Regions from separate parts of the Mus musculus genome. Here region 2 is linked to region 1. Evidence: chromatin contacts called from public HiChIP or PLAC-seq data. All regions are on one chromosome and are shown on one strand. The core of a region is the stretch at or near the end of the contact, and the rest is flanking DNA. Distances in the headings are between cores, read along the strand shown.

Region 1 (4,327 bases), core at 1,290-3,789:
ATCTCAGGGTTGACTAGAGATTGAATACCATTTGCAGGAAGAAATGCTCAGGAAGGGAAGCTTATTGGGTAAACCCTCAGAACCTCTAGGTACCTCATTAGCATGGAGAACTCTGTTTGGGGCTACATCCAACATGGGGAGCATGGCGCATGTTCCAGCCCAGGAATCTGGCAGGTAGCAGGGAGGTGCCTGCTGGCTCAGGCATGAGTTTCTGGGGTCTCAGGCCCACTCTACCTTACCAAGTTTCCTGGCATGGTCTACTGTCCCATAGCCTCACACCAGACCAACGAGTCATTGCAATGCACATTTGCAAGCAGGGAAGTGTGGACAAAAGGGTATACTGTGGGGTAAACTGTGATACATGCAACTTCCACAATGAGATTTCTTTCCTTTGATGGGGTGAGGGAGGTTGTAAGGGTGGAAGGTGGAAGCAAGGGGATGAGGAGGTGAAAGGGATTGGGGTACATGATGTAAAATTCACAAAGAATCAATAAAATGTTAAGGATTTAGAAATAAAGGCCTGGAGAGATGGTTCAGCAGTTGAGAGCACTGACTGCTCTTCAGAAGGACCTGAGTTCAAATCCCAGCAACCACATGGTGGCTCACAACCACCCATAATGAGATCTGACGCCCTCTTCTAGTGTGTCTGATTATGTCACATAACCGTTTAAATACCAAGAGTACAAAGCAGAGAAACAATATTGCTAAAAGTAACTGAAAATACCAAATTAACTACATACAAAGGCAAAATTCATCAGAACTACATGAGACCTCTCAGAAGAAATTCTGAAAACCATGAAAGCATAAAATAATATTTTAACCCATGACAGTAGATAATTATGAACAAAAGTTACTATATCCACCAAAGTTATTCTTTAAATCAACAGAAAAGTAAAGATCTCCCCTGATAGTCACAAAATAAATCAATTAATTACCATCAAGCCATTACTGCAGAAGATACATAAAGGAATCCTACACAGAGTGAAGAGAGATAGCCACAAACAGGAGGGTCCCACAAAGAATACATTTCACAAGAAGAATGTATGAACCATGAAACAATCAAATTACATAGTTTAACAGAATAAAATGGGAAAGTCCTACAGTGAATAGGAAGAAATAAAAGAACAAAGTATTGAATTAACTAGAAAAACACAAAACACTCAATATATTTATGGGAATCAGCAAATATCTCTCAATCATAACTTAAGTGTAAACAGTCTTAACTCACCAATTAAATGACACAGACTGAATGAATGGATTAGGAAACAAGGCCCAACTGTTTGTTGCCTGCAAGACATGTATTTCACTATCAGAATACAGACCAAGGGGTAAAGGATAAAGAACGATATACCAGAAGCAAGTTGGAATATCTCTACTCACATCTGAAAAAGTAGACTTCAAGTCCAAATCAGAAAGTATAAAGTCATTACAGAGCAACAAAGAGACAAACTGTGCATCCCTGTTTCACAAGGCAAACACTTGTGGATATCAAGCAACAGATAGGTCAAGAAACAACAGCAGTAGAGCTCAATACCCTATGCTTATCAACACACCACTCATACAAAAAAATTAATAAAGCAGATAAAACTGCACCATAGGGAAAAAAAGGTGGTGGATGATACCCACACATGGTCTGACAAAGTCTTCAGGGTCTAATCTGGAGAAGGCTCAAAACAGCTTCAGAATATTTCTCCCTTAATTGGAGAAGTGAAATAGAAAACTTTCCAAAAGCAGAAGAGAAAATTCAGAGCTGGTGTCAGCGGAATTAGCTTTGTTAGGGGAGCTCCTTGCACCCAATAAGGAAATGCTGGCAACAGACTGGAAGCCAGAGAATAGAAAACCTTTACAATGGCAGATCCTCTAAAGGGCTGGGAATAAAAGCCATGCCCAGGCTAATAGCAGCTTTAGCAGAAGGAAATGCTGGGAGAAAATCCCGCTCTCTTCACCAAGTAAGTACCTGATGGAACACAAGTGGGAAGCTACTTCACAAAGACTCCTGCTGCCCTGGCATCCTGATGTCCTGAGACCCTTTCTAAACCACACTCAGGAAGTTCAGAGCAAGAATCAGGAGTCTATACATTCAAATCTAGCTTGCAGAATATTACTAGATTGCAGGAGGAAAAAAAACAAAACAAAAACAAAAACAACAACCAAAAAAACCTTAAATCAGGATCATGTAGTGTCCCATGAGCTGAAAACCCAAAGGTGATGGTTAACACAGACTCCAACCAGTATACTGGAAATTGGAAAGGACCACACAAGTGTTGAAGAAAACAGAATCCTGAAGGGATAACAGATGTGGGAGCAGATTCTGGGACTCCAGTGGTGAAGCAGCTCTAATGGACTGGACCAGAATCTATAATCCAACCAGCCAAAGGAAGACCCAGAGGCCAGAACCCATCACAGAAGAGCTACAAGGAGTGAGATAGGCTTCTGTGAGCTAGAGAAGACACACTGAGAGCTCCAGACTGAAGCCAAGCTGTCAGGTCACATCTACACATGTAGCTCCACCCAGCTCCTCCCACCCTCTACATCGGTTCCTCCTCCTTATTTAACACCCAATGGCAGTTTAGCAGGCTAGTTTGGCTCTGCCCTGTCTTTGCCTGGACACAGTGTTCTTCCCGTGGCTTTAAAGGTCTCTATGTCTCAGCCTCCTTTTTATTATTTGATTGCATACCCCCCTTCAGTCTACCATTAGCAAAAATTCCTTTATTTCTCTGTTCTGTTTTCATTCCTAGATTCCCAACCCCCTTATTCTGCTTTTTTTCTTTCCTTTTTCCTTTCCTTTCCTTCCCTTCCCTTCCCTTCCCTTCCCTTCCCTTCCCTTCCCTTCCCTTCCCTTCCCTTCCCTTCCCTTCCCTTCCCTTCCCTTCCCTTCCCTTCCCTTTCCTTTCCTTCCCTTTCCTTTCCTTTCATCTCCTTTCCATTCATATGCACAATAACTAATCTGTTTGGGGGACCTTTAGGAAGTGTGGCCTTGCTGGAGGAAGAATATCATCTAGGATGGGATGTGAAGTTTCAAAGCCTCCCAGCATTCCCACTTAGCTGTCTCTGATTCTTGTTCATGGTGAAAGATGTGAGTTCTCAGCTTCCAGCTCCAGCAGGTATATCTGCTGCCTGCTGCCATGGTGTCTTTGACATTATGGACTCTAAAGTCTTCTTGAATGGTAAGCCCAAACAAACTCTTTCATTTATAAGTTATTGTGGCCATATAGTTTTAACCACACCGATAGAAAAGTTACTAATACACAGACAGACAAGGAATTCTGAGGACAGAGCCTGGACCATTGAATCACCACTCTAACAGAGAAAAACAACACCAGAACTCTACAACCTAGTCCCTCTTGAACATTGCAACGCTTCTACTTAAAGAAGAAAGGTGATCTAAATAAAAGCCAAATTCAATTTATGACCAAACTCCAGATGTACAAATCCCAACACAAAAATACAAGCATGAAAAAAAAAAAATTCCTACAAACTGACCAACCCAGCAGTAACGGCCCCCAAAAGAATGACATGAGCAAAATTCCTGGTAACAAATCCAAAAGAATGGTTATAAGTACATTCAAAGCAACCAGAGCACACAAATAAACTGAATTCATTCTTCGAGAATGCAAACAGCTGAACCAAACAAGGAAGTACTTACAACTCAACAAAGAGATAGAAATAACGAAGAAAACCAAATTGAAAAGCTCAGTGGAAAGACCCACCAATAGAATAGGACTAATTCTGGAGGCAGTCCCTTGTGTCGGTGTGGATGCTGGGGGTAGCTTTTCCTAGCCTCAAGGTTTCTTCTTTCTCTGGGTCTGCTGGGGTCTGTCACCTGTTCTACTCCTGCCAGATTCTATTTCTCATCCCCCTTCTTCCGGCCACCAGCAGCCCCCCACTAGACCCCTGGGCACAGCATCCTTTTCTCTATGTCTTCCAGATTCTATGTCTCCAACAGTACCCATACATATCTATAAGCAAAACTACTCATATACACAAAGTAAAAACAAATATATCCTTTTTAGTTAAAAAATACATATTTCGAAGGGGTAATTGAGTCTTTAGTGGTGAAAATTTAGAAAAATGAAAATAATTTTGATGACAAGATCTTCTGTTTTCTTTCCCCTTCAGGGTTAGGAAGTTGAAGACTAGGAAGCATATTAAAATTGATAAGGTAGAATTCTATGATGCATGAACATATTTGTAACCAGTATACTATTTAATAGATATGCTGTGTAAGAAGGTAGATGGCAAGAAAAAAAATGAAAGAAAGCAGGGAGAGCGTAATTTACAACTCTGAAAGCATATTGTTTCAGATTGCCCTCCAGTTCAGCTTGCC
Region 2 (4,327 bases), core at 1,161-3,660, 71 kb before region 1:
ATTTTAAAGTAACTATTTTCTTGCAATTCATAGTAATTTTGCATATCAGTATTTGGGTCATTCATTTCAGGAAAAGGCAACCACAATACAATTTCCATTGTCAAAAATAACATTCCAAAAAAGTACTGGTAAAATACCAAAAGCCATCATTATGATCTAGTCCTTTTGGAAAGGACAAAAATATAGTTCCCATAACTCTAAAATTACGGTAAGAATAACAGAAAGCAGCAAGTCAGATATCCAATTTTCCTAGAAAGAGGCTAAGGAACATAGATTTGGGGGAGAAGTTTGCTCATGTCACCTACATAAATTCATTCTAGAGGAGCTATCCAGTGGAGAGGAAAACAGTTAAGATAGCCTGAAAAATGGGCCCAACTCTGGAGGCTGAGGCAGGAGGACAGAATGTTTGTCTGTCTGGTCAACTTCCTGAGTCACTGTCTAACAATAAGTTTTTTTTTTTTTTTTTTTTTTAAACAGCAGAGTTATAGTTCTATAGTGGTGTTTTGCTAGAATGCATAGGGTTCTCAGTTTAATTCCTGTTACTGATTATGGATAATATTCATATTCCATTTAGTATTAGGTATTGCTCCTGAAGCAATTTAAATATGTTGGGAGAAATGGGCCACATAAATATAGCCAATACTTAATTTTTATAGGACAGAAATTGCATGAAATATTGACGACAAAGCTTCTATTCTTCATTTATCTCAGTTATTGAGTATCTACTATGAGTCAGATGCTAGAGTATAAAAGCACCTGGAAACTGTCCCAAATTCAGCTTGTACAAGGGGAGGAGAACACATATGTCAAGGGTGAGACACACAACTACCTAAACAAAGATACTGCACTAAATTATTTTAGGTCTGGTACTGCTTGTAAGTGTAGAAGGTACATGGGGGACGTATCCAGGAATTCGGGGAAGAAGGGTGGGTAATGTCAGTACTTTAGATACTTGAGCTGAGTCCTTAAAGAGGATTAAATGTTCACCTGGGCAACCTTGGGGGAAGGGCTCTTAGCATAAAGATCACCTGGAGCAAAGACAAAACTATCAACAGCCTGGTTTGGTTAAAATAGAGGCTTTTGCCAGGCTATCGTAAAGATGGGACTTGACTAACATGAGGGGGTCAGAAAATCAGCTCATATGATCAATTTTTTGCCACGTGATGAGAAACTGGTTTACACAGGATTGAGAAAACACTACACTAGATAATGATGTCACCACATAAAATCAAAGGAGACTGCACAGTTAGAAAACTAAACTCTCTTCAGGAAAATATTAAAGAACTGTATTAAAGCCCACCTGAGAAGTTTACTCAATGTATCATTTAGAAAGACCCATTCAGGAGTCTTTGATAAAGAGGACTTTAAGTAACAGATGGCATTTCCCAAGTCAGGTTGAAAGGTCTCTCAAGTTCAAGATAATCAAATTTTAATTAAGCCAACTTATTTAAAAGATGTGTCACAGGGGTGGAGCTTAAAATTACCACATATGTATATATAAACAAGTAACTCTTTATGAAGCTGAGGCCAAAATCGCCACTTGGAATTCTACCTCCCAAGTAGATGGTAAAAAAGACATTCTACCAGAGCCAATTAACAAAAGAGTGGGGAGGATCATAAACGAAAACACAAATATAAGGGGGGAGGGGGTGACAAGCTACGCAAAACCCGTAATCCTCTTGGCAGTCTGATGAGGAAATCACACAACTCAGACATAAAGGCAGGAAAACCATGTCATCCTCAACTCCACAAGCTAAACTACTAGGCACCGAAGGGGATAAGATCACACACTCGATTCCTGAACTCAAGGACAGAAGACCGTCCTCAACCCGTGCCCAAGGGGATGCCCAGAAGGACCCTTTTCCATTTGGGAACCGGGCAGCAGACACCCTCAAGGCCAGCCCTGAAGGGGTCAACGCCACCCCCCCCCCACCCACCCCCGGTCTAGGCCGTGGAGGCCAAGGGCAGAGGGCCCGAGCCGCCTCCTCTCGCACGCCGACACACACCCTCCCTACCTGATATGGCGGCGGCGGCTCCTGATCTGGCTCCGTCCCCTCGCCAAAGCTAGCCCGGTCGGACTGAGACTCGTGAAGCAGGGAGATGTCATCCGAAGTCGGGGATTTGAGGCAGTTCCCCATCTTCCGGGGCTGGGGTGTATGCTTGAGATCTGCGGGAGGAAGAAAGCTGTGACCCGGTCTCTCGCACGCTCGGCGGTGAGCTCGCTCGGCGCCGCGGGGTCCAAGGCGGCAGGCCCGGGGCTCAGGCGGCGGCTCCCCCGCGCCCCGGCGCCACCGAGGGGCCGCTCATGCCAGCCCCCGGGACAGGGGGCGCGAGGCTAGGCCGCGGGCTGCGCCGGGGTCGCGTCTGGAACCTGAGGGGGGCGGGGGCGGGAAGACTGAGCGCTTCCCCACCCCGCCCCCCGCGGGGCGGCGGCGGCCACGGGCTGCTGGGCCTAATCCAGGTCAGGAGGGGGGGGCGCGGCCGTCTCGGTTGCCTCAGCTGCTGCCTCAGCTGCTGTTGCCCCTGCCGACGCTGGAGCCGCGGCCCGGGGCCTCATCCTACTCCGCCTCGGCGCGGCGGCGGTGGCCAGAACGAGGCTGGCCAGGCCTACGTCATGCCGCCGTGCGTGCTCCGGCCCCGCCCCGGGCGCGCGCGTCCGACTCCTGGACTGCGTGGCTGGGCTCTGAGTTTAAGGTCCAGGCTGTGTGGCTGTTGGTCTCCCGACCATCTGCCTCCGGCGCCCCCTGTATGTCCCGGCTGCAGCCAGCTTGCGGACTTACCTTACCTTACCTGCGCGGTGTCCTCAGACTGTTCACGCTGTCTGCCGGGTTGATGTCTGTAAGCACGGATCTGAATGGACCAGGCAGATAGCTGAGGTGTTTAGCTTCCTTCTCCTTTATCCTTTAAGAATAAAGTCCAAACTCATGTGATGAACACGCCCTACCCTCCCAACATCACAGCCATGAGATTATCGGATTGCCCATTTCTTCCCAATCCCACCTCCCTAATTCAAGCCTCTCAAACTAACATTTGCCGTTGATTCTCAGTCTCTCTGTGTTCATCATTGTCCCCTACCTCCATACCCTTTGAATGATTGAGGATATATATATATGTATTGGGAAGGCATATATATATATATGCCTTCCCAATACTACCCACAGAATAATCTTAAGAAATCTCTTGCCGAGCAGTAGTGGCGCACACCTTTAATCCCAGCACTTGGGAGGCAGAGGCAGGCAGATTTCTGAGTTCGAGGCTAGCCTGGTCTACAGAGTGAGTTCCAGGACAGCCAGGGATACACATAGAAACCCTGTCTCGAAAAACAAAACAAAACGAAACGGGAAAAAAAAAAAAAACGGAAAGAAGAAATCTCTAATCTCATTCAAAATACTGCCCCTCTTTTATAAATTCTAAATCCCAAAATGGCCAAAGTGCTTCTAGTCCTCTCAAAGACTGTTCTCGCTGGCTGAGATTTCCACAGACAGACAGTATTCCTGACCTCTTACCTCTCGCTGGGCTAATCATTATCCTCACCAGTCCTTCGTGGACTCCATTTCATTTCCCTTGAAAATCTTTTTCTGCTTCTCCAGTCTGGGTTAGTCACCTACTCAGAGTTCCCAGTCAGGGCCTTTCTGTCAGGTTGATCAAGCTGAGTTCTCTGTCCCTTCCCTGTGTAAGGCCTGGCATGTTGCCTAAGGTAGTAGAGTCTTTCCTTGGCTGAATGAACAAATGCTCAAACAGCATATGCAAAGGGAAGAACAAGAAGAGAGTGTTCTCCACAGCCATTTTTTTTTAATCAAGAAGGCAAGAAGTTGACTTTGATCTCCAGTTTTATTCACCATTGACTGATTTATTGTTATTTACAGGCCCTATGTTAGAGCGACTGATTCATAAAACCTGACTTTTTTCTTGAAAGATCCTGGGTTTACCTGCAACAACAAACAAAGTCTTAGAGGGTCCCCTCCCCTGATGTTTGTAGAAAACTCTGTTTATTTCGTTTGGGTGAGGGTCAGAAGGGATTTTTGATAGATACTACTGTGTTTAATGAGTAAATCCCAAACATTTTCCCTTTAAATCCCAATTCCACAAAATCACTATCAAAGTGAGGTCAAACTCTATGTTCAAAGCAGGGGGTCTTAACTAGGCATGCCTTTAATCTCAGCACTCTGGAAGCAAAAAGCAGGCAGATCTCTGAGAGTTCGAGGCCAGTCTGGTCTGTAATACAAGTTCCAGAACAGCCAAGACTAAGCAAAGAAACCCTGTCCTGAAAACCAAAAAAAGAAAGAGAGAGAGAGAGAGAGAGAGAGAGAGAGAGAGAGAGAGAAGA

The links. HiChIP or PLAC-seq counts read pairs in DNA pulled down with a chosen protein or histone mark.
Region 2: a contact with region 1 is called in an H3K4me3 HiChIP or PLAC-seq map of the SCID.adh cell line, with 13 read pairs. The contact joins the promoter of Rnf11 here to the enhancer-like site in region 1. A contact is called at or near these places in 2 of 39 promoter capture datasets (embryonic stem cells and macrophages), 1 of 484 Hi-C or Micro-C datasets (nephron progenitors), 3 of 115 datasets of contacts at active chromatin or transcription factors (the SCID.adh cell line, embryonic stem cells and microglia) and 2 of 9 other capture datasets (adipose tissue and pancreatic islet).

The regions. Positions count from the first base shown.
Region 1 is chr4:109,544,967-109,549,293 of GRCm38.p6, forward strand. No RefSeq gene overlaps it. Among named protein-coding and RNA genes, the nearest start is that of Gm40226, 3.8 kb to the right of the region's middle. Within about 2 kb of position 2,540, at least 9 of the 459 cell types and tissues checked have an H3K27ac peak or open chromatin away from gene starts, as enhancers often do. A contact at or near this core is called in the SCID.adh cell line, adipose tissue and microglia, where this site is marked.
Region 2 is chr4:109,474,095-109,478,421 of GRCm38.p6, forward strand. It overlaps Rnf11 (ring finger protein 11), which reads right to left and starts at 2,411. Exons shown (of 3, transcript NM_013876.3): 1 at 2,016-2,411. The coding sequence starts at 2,138.